2 separate regions of the Mus musculus genome follow, and region 1 is linked to region 2. The links are chromatin contacts, called in public Hi-C maps. All regions are on one chromosome and are shown on one strand. The core of a region is the stretch at or near the end of the contact, and the rest is flanking DNA. Distances in the headings are between cores, read along the strand shown. Region 1 holds the start of Blmh (bleomycin hydrolase). Region 2 overlaps Gm46288 (a long non-coding RNA gene).

Region 1 (3,861 bases), core at 1,240-3,739, 300 kb before region 2:
TAAGCATTCCACACTAGTGAAGACTAGGGTAACTCCAGAGTGCCGCCTTTAACAAAGCATAGCTGCACTGCAGGAGAGGCTAGAAAACGCTGAGAGCCTCTGTGAGGCCTTGGATTAAGGGTAGCACTCTCCTGGAGGAAAATTTAAAGGGAAAATTTTGACATACTTGGATATAATATTTTCACAGACATGAAACCATGTCTACAACACATGGTCAAATGAGAAGGTTTATAAAAGGCACACATAAAAATTCTTAGTTTGCTCTTATATGAAGAGCACTCATACAGAGGATAAAGACTTGATGGATAAACAGAAAAAAACACCTCCCTCCTGGTAGGCTACAGATTTTCTACACTGAACAAAAGTGATTTTGTAACAAAGAAAAAAATTAAATTGTGTTTTTTAATAGAGTAATTTTTGTTTTAGGCTTATCTGTACACTGCCTCTCTCCTGCACACCATTCCTATTTCTGCTACTTCTTGGTGAGCTATTTAGATGAATATTTCACAGAAGTATATTACATCACCCATGTACTATGCTCATGTTCTACTAGTATTTGGAGTAACATGATCTATCACATAAGACCACCTGCCCGATTCCAGATTAACATTTCCAAGCTTACCCTAAGAGACTGCGATCAGGCCATGTTAAGATTATTGTGACATATTAACTAGATCATCTGACAGACCACACATCCCAAGTCCTTCTGAATGAAGGCCTGTGAGTGCTAAGTAAGAACTTTCTGCTACATAATAAGATTATTGCAAGGTCATAATTTTTTTCCTTTAAAATTTAAAAATCAAATTTTCTATGGTATAATTGACTCACAGCAAAATAATACCCATGTTAAATGTATCCTTTGAGCTTTGAATTGCCTTAAGTAGCAATAACATATTTTCTGTCAATACACATAGACTTGGAGTAGTTTCCAAATAAGGGGAAAAAAAATGCAAGGTCCCTTTGGTTCAATTTTTTTGAGACTATTTCTCCTGTTTGGATTCCTAGATAACCAATCTCTCAGTGTAGATGTATTTTCAACAGTTGTAACTGGACAGCAGACAGCAAAACAACAATTCTCAGCCAGCAAGGAATGAGAACTCAAAATACTACAAAGTAACTACTGACAGGAACTATGAGAATAGCAACTCCAGCTGCAACCACAGAGCATATTTAAAAATAGCCGGTTACAATCTGTTGTAATCACTTTATGTTTTTTTCTATTTTATACATTTGGACTTTAGGGCAATTCTGGGACATCTCCTATGGTATGGATATTTTTCCATTAATTATTAATTATTTGGCACAGGCCAAATCTGTTAGTACATAGCTCATCTTTTGCTTTAGGTTTATCTGTCTGCAACTTGATAAGCTGTTTCTCTCTTCTGCTACTTCTAGATGAACTGTTAAGATTAAAACTGCACGAGAACAAACCGCACACATCCAACATCACATAATATCAAAACATGATGATATGCATTCAAAGACCACCATCTGTCACGTTAGGAAACAAACTAAATGCTAATAGGCCACAGAACACTGAAGCCACCACACAGGTGATGTTCTTGGGCCTGCCCTTTTCTAGTGCCTATTCTCTGGCTTACTACAAGTTCTGTCAATGCTACAAAGCTCTGTTATCCCAGGGCCATTTTTAGGACAACAAAATGTGCTGCTGTCAATAAAGTAGGCAAGAAGTCGTAGACCTCACCAGAGCTCTTCTGGTTGGTGACTGGCTTGCCTTCCTGAGGCACAACGTGTTGAAACACATGCTGAGCACCCTGGACCGTGGCCCTCCTCAGACATATGTCCAGCAGATCGTGGGTGGTCCCGACATTCTGGGCAAGTACGAACTGAGGGTCAGAATTTAGTTTCTGGATCAAAGCAGATACCTTCTCCGAATTTAGTCCTGTGGGAAGATCAAACGCCATTATAATTATATCCCCTCCCAAAGAGGCTGACGGGGACAGCTTTAGGATAGGGTCACCGTAGATCCTAGATTTAACTTCGCAAGAGCATCCTGCAGAGTGCTGTACCAGAAAGCCCTCTCCCGGCATCCTCCCCGCGTGATGTCGTCTCTCTCCTGGTGCTCTCCCACCCTCCCGGAGGGCTACATCCCGGCCCTCGCCTAGGTCCGTCCCCCCCTCCCCACCCACCCCCATCCCATCCCACGGCCTTTCACGCCGCCGGGCCTCACGGGTCCGCCGAGCCCGGGAGAGGACCCGGGAAAACACTCGTGGTACCAGCGGTGCCTCACCTGCGTTGTTCATGGCGCCCAAACTGCTTCGTGGAGGAAACGTTAGTTTTCAGGGTTTTCAGGTGAGCTCTGGGGTTACACTACAGTCCGCTGCCTAGCTGGCCGGACCTGGTTCTCGCACCCTAAGCGCCGGAAGAAGGAAACCCGCTCAATGGTGGCCGAGAGAAACGGGGTCCGCGGAGGGACAAAACTCCCCCCTCGCGTTGCTGAGTCAGCGCCATCGGGGCTAGCCCCGCCCGGGGGAGGGCCGACAGGGGCGGCCTTTCAGACTCTGGGGCCCGCACCTCGGCCCGGGAGCGGCAGGGCGAAGCCACCCACGATTGCAGCCCCCACTGCCAGCATTGCTCACTCTTCGCCTCGGCTGCGCCCTCCGCCATCTGTGATCCCTCTTCCTGGCTTCAAGGGCGCCCTCCCGGGATCCCAAGCTCCTAGAGGAAGGAGGCTGAGGGTTCCGTGCTGATGAACCCAGATCCCTCACTGTCTAGCATTGGGGAAACTGACGCTTAGAACTCCTTTGAGAAGCCAGAGGAGGTTTTGTGAAGTGAAAAGGAAGTAAGGGACCCAAAATTAGCCATGGGACGGCAGATCTCAAGAAATCCACCCAAAGGCTTTTCCTGTAGGCACTTAGCTGACCAATCTGTTCATCTTTTTCAATTGCAACTTGTTGCTTAGAGTCTAGTGAGAACAAAGTTCTTGTATTTGAAAGGATTTTGGAACCAATCTCTTTCCCACCCACCCATAAGCTACTACCACGGTTCTACAAATACACATCTGCTCATTTCATCTACACATTCTGGGCTTCGCAAGGCTCATGAGTGGTTCCTATTGAGCCCAGCTTGGGCTAAGGAGAATGATTACGTCAATTTTATGCTTTTTTTTTTTTTTTTTTTTTTGCTAATATCTACAAAACCTGTAAATCACACACACACACACACACACACACACACACACACAGAGTCTTCGAGATAATTAATCAGTTTTTCAAGACGGGGCGGGAGAGTCCACTGCATAATAAAATAAGTACAAATGCACACTGTAGCCTTACTATTCAGATTTTCCATGGAGCCTAAAACCTAAGTCTTAAATTGAAAATCACCCATGGTTCAGAGGAATTCTGATGTCTGGAAAGTGCCACATGCAGACAGCCATCTGTCACTTGAGAATTCAGTCTCTGTGTCCCTGAGAGACTTAGCTAAAGACCTGCAATTCGACATAGCAACCATCTCCAAGGGAGCCCATCAACTACCCTATCCTGTGGGGCTTTTTTTTTTATTTTTTCCATTTTCTGAAGAAAAAAGAAACAAGCTACAACTCATGCTGAAAGAAATCATGGGCCCTTTCACCAAATAAATAAATAAATAAACAAACAAATAAATAAACAATAAAAATGATGTTCAAACTTCCTGCCCAATTGGACTCAGCCCAAAGAATAAAATTGTATTCAACATTTGTGGTGTAACAGGTCCTCAGCAAGTTTCTGCTGATATAAAAAAAATTAAAAACTTTAATCTTGTCATCAAGAGACTCATGATGTGGGACTGGGAGATAGCCCAGCAGATAAAAGCACTTGCTGATGATCTTCCAGGGGACCCAAGTTCGGGTCCCAACAC
Region 2 (3,817 bases), core at 295-2,794:
TTAGCCCCTTAAATTGCTCACTTCTCCTCTCTCTAGTGGGTGTGCTCTAAATGGCTTGGAAAACCATTGCAGCTAATCAAAGGCAGCTGGAAGAGGGCCAGGCTGGACCCAGCAGGGGGCTGAATTGAGCCCGGATCCATTATCGCTACCCAGTCCAACATTTTAGTAGTGGGTTTCCGTCTGATTTCAGAGTGAGATGATTAGGTCATTATTTGTTAAATTATACCTTTTAATTAGTGGATCTATTAAAATGAAAAGCCTGAGAGAGGCACACAAGCCTCTGGGTTTTTGTTGGGGATTTATAATTACCACTGTTTAGAAGAGATTAGTGGGGGGGGGGGGCGGGCGTTAAAACCTTTTAAGAAAATCCTGGGAACAGAGATGCCAATAAGTAAGATATGGACCTTGCCGTTGCAGCTGTCTGCATCATTATCCATTTCTCATTACTGCAGAAAATGGGGGTGAAAGGGCCGAGGTCTAGCTCAGCAGTACAGCAACTCTCAGCATGCTGAAGGCCCTGGGTTCCACCCCCAACGCCCAAAATAATAAATCAAGGAAAAGATAATCATGCTTGGCTATGGCTTAGCATTAGAACATTTGCCTTGTGAGTCCCCAAGTTCCATCCCCAGCACTTACAAAGTCTATATAAAGTCACGCAGATTCTCTCTCTCTCTCTCTCTCTCTCTCTCTCTCTCTCTCTCTCTCTCTTTGGTGTTGGGGATGGAACCCAGAGCCTTACGAATATTCATAAATACTACTGACTGCTCCTCAAACCAGTTAGTTCAGTATTTTCCAAAGAGCGCGTCCAATACTGGTACTGAGAAACTAAAGGAGATCATGATTTTGGCCAGTACAGTGAGGAGTTTTAACCCATCATTCATTCCTTATAAGTTTGTGTTCTTGGGCGGTAGGGAAGTTGCGGGTGGTTAGGGGAGCGAGATACTGGATCTGTCTATGTAGACGTAAGCCTTTGGGGAGTTTGAGTTGGTCTTTGGGAGGAACCAGCAGGGATAATATGACGATGCTGTTTGGATTTGAGCTTCCTTCCTGTCGCTGTCCAACCTAGCTTTACAGAGTCCGCTGGTTGCAGAACGGCCTTAGTCCAGCAGAGGGCGCGTCACCGCCGGTTTTTAGACGCTCTCCGCTACAGGACGACACATTAGACCATCTGTGAGAGCCCAGCAGCATGGCTCTCCTCTCCCGCTGTGTTTCTTCTGTCTCTGCTGTCAGCAAGGAAGCCGATCTCTGCACACATTTGGTCTCTCGGACTATCAGAGGCCGCGGAGGCACATGCTCCGACTATTTTCATCTTTTTACTTAAAAGCAGCTCCTCGCTGCTCGCTTCACCACCAAGGGTATCTAAGCTACTTCTAAGACTTCCAGATCCGAAAGCCTTCCTTCCAGTTGCTCTATGTTCTGCAGACCCCATTGACAGCAGGCGGGGTGCCTCTCCCCAGTCTGACATGAGCTCTTGTCCACTGTTCCTCCTCCAATCTCCCTTAGACTTCATTACCGTGTCCTGTCATGGATCAAAAACCCCACGGGCACAGCTACTAGGAGCATCTTCTGTTCTCTGTCTCCAGGAATCAGCACAGCGTTTGATACAAACACCCCAGAAATACTCAATGCACAAATGAGTGCAGTCATGTAACTCATGTAAATTCAAGTTTAGGCTCTTCTCTCTCTCTCTGTCTCTCTCTCTGTCTCTCTCTCTCTGTCTCTCTCTCTCTGTCTCTCTCTCTGTCTCTCTCTCTCTGTCTCTCTCTGTCTCTGTCTCTCTCTCTCTCTGCACTGAGCAAGCTCTCTGCACTGGGGAAGCAGACATAAAAGGCACAGTTCCTGTCCTCAAAGAGACTGTAATCAGTAGAAGGCAGACATGAATCTGGGCAACTTGAATTTCCAGCTTCCTCTGGGTTGGCAGTTAATTTCACGCCCGCCACACAGGAAGGTTGCTGGCTGGCTGGACTAACACCCCCACCCCTGAAATTCAACCACAGAACTTGACTCCCAACCTTTCCTCGGGTTCTATTACTTGAAGCCCCAGCTTACGCTCTACATCCGATCCTTCCTATGAAACAGGACCACCTTGCCAAGGTCACGCTGATTGGACATCGGGGTTTGTCTGAGTCTAGTTGTCTCACAAGGAGGAAATGAGAAAACAGCCCACTGACGGGCAGTTTGTATTCTAAAGGCGGGCTTTTGGAATTGGTGGTGTTTGTTGGAGTTTCTTTGGTTTGGTTCAGTTGAGACAGGGCCTCACACTCTATTCCAGGATGGCGTTGAAATCATAACAATCCCCCTGCTTGCTGGTTTGATGCTGCAGAATCCGAGGGTAGGCCTGGTGCTTGCTTTTGCTTTCATCTTTATGCATAATAGCTGCTTACAGGAGCAGTAAAGAAAGATGCCTGTTCCCTGTGAGGGCCAACAGCATAGGCAACGCCGCCAGCAGACAGGCATTGCTTTCAGATAAACAAATGTCAGGTCCTACAGAGGCACTTTGGGATGGGAGGTAGGGCTATCACTGTGGCCCGAAGCAACTCAGACTCATTGCTAGGGCAGAATAGATGTCCTGGAAATGATTTGATGATGCAAAACTATGGCTTCTGAACAGGGCTGGAACGTGAAATGAATCAAAGAAAAGGCCACCGTGATTTTTCCTCCCTTCACTCTTGCAACAACAAACCCAATAATTTGATCTTGACGATTTCAGAGTATTGAAATTTTACCCCAACTAAATGCTTTGCTTTTGTGGCTGACGTCGTTTTCCAACCACACAATTACACCAGCTACAGCTGTGTGCACTGATGTGAATCAAATACTATCTGTCATTTGTAGTCTGCGTCTCCTCACCATAGCCCCCAGCAAGGGTCCCGAGGAACACAATTAAACCACTCACTGGATGGTTCACAGAGCAATTCTATCAAACCTCTGAAAAGAATGCAATAGGAAGGACTGCTTAAAATGTTACAGACTACAGAGGAAAAGCCACCTGAGCACAGAACTGGTACCAAACTCAGTGAAGGCTATGACACTATGACTGTCACTTACCTCACTAATTAACAGCAGCCACACACACACACAAAGCACAAACGAACCCCCAATGCATGTTATACCACAGAATATTCTAAGTAATTTAGGGTCTTTGTATTGCGTTTATCTGAGGAATCCGAGGATGGCGCATCACAGTAAACTGCACTGTCACCATGTCATCACTTCCAACTTTGGTCATTGTATACTAACTTATTTGCTGTTTTGTTTCACTTTTGGTTGATTTTTTTTGTTGTTGTTAGTTATTGTTATTGATTTTGCATTGCTGTAATTCGAACCTAGGACCTTGTGTGTGCGGGGCAAGTGCTCTCCCACTGAGCTATATCACAGCCCACCTAGATAGTTACCAAAGTCTTTTCTATGTGTGAAAGGTTGGGAATTCACTTTGGTGACCAGAGGACATGTCATCACTTTTTCCAGAAATTTGGATACGGTTCTAAAGTATGTCAGATATAGTTGCACATGTCTGTACCCTCAGTACTCAGAAACAGGGGCAGGAAGATTGTGAGTTCAAGGCCTACCTCAGCTAAATTCATGGTCACCTTTGCCACCATGTCTAATGATCTGAGTTCAATTCCCAGTACCCACACAGTGGAAGGAAAGAATAGACTCTCAATAATTATCCTCTGACCACCACCAAATGCTCGCCACGGCACAGGTACAGGGACGGACACACACACACACGCACACACACATACACTTATCTGACCACCACCAAATGCTCACCACGGCACAGGTACAGGGACGGACACACACACACACTAAATAA

Evidence for each region. A called contact is a pair of places that touch in the nucleus more often than the background predicts.
Region 1: a contact with region 2 is called in a Hi-C map of nephron progenitors, with 3 times the contacts expected there. The contact joins the promoter of Blmh here to the enhancer-like site in region 2. A contact is called at or near these places in 1 of 15 datasets of contacts at CTCF or cohesin (the NIH/3T3 cell line), 4 of 484 Hi-C or Micro-C datasets (bone marrow-derived macrophages, cortical neurons, nephron progenitors and 1 more), 8 of 115 datasets of contacts at active chromatin or transcription factors (embryonic limb bud, embryonic stem cells, large pre-B cells and 2 more) and 1 of 9 other capture datasets (embryonic stem cells).

The regions. Positions count from the first base shown.
Region 1 is chr11:76,944,284-76,948,144 of GRCm38.p6, reverse strand. Blmh (bleomycin hydrolase) reads right to left here and starts at 2,489. Exons shown (of 12, transcript NM_178645.4): 1 at 2,252-2,489; 2 at 1,706-1,903. The coding sequence starts at 2,264.
Region 2 is chr11:76,643,463-76,647,279 of GRCm38.p6, reverse strand. The region is part of intron 1 of Gm46288 (a long non-coding RNA gene); the gene reads right to left. Among named protein-coding and RNA genes, the nearest start is that of Gm46288, 19 kb to the right of the region's middle. Within about 2 kb of position 1,544, at least 38 of the 459 cell types and tissues checked have an H3K27ac peak or open chromatin away from gene starts, as enhancers often do. A contact at or near this core is called in bone marrow-derived macrophages and nephron progenitors, where this site is marked.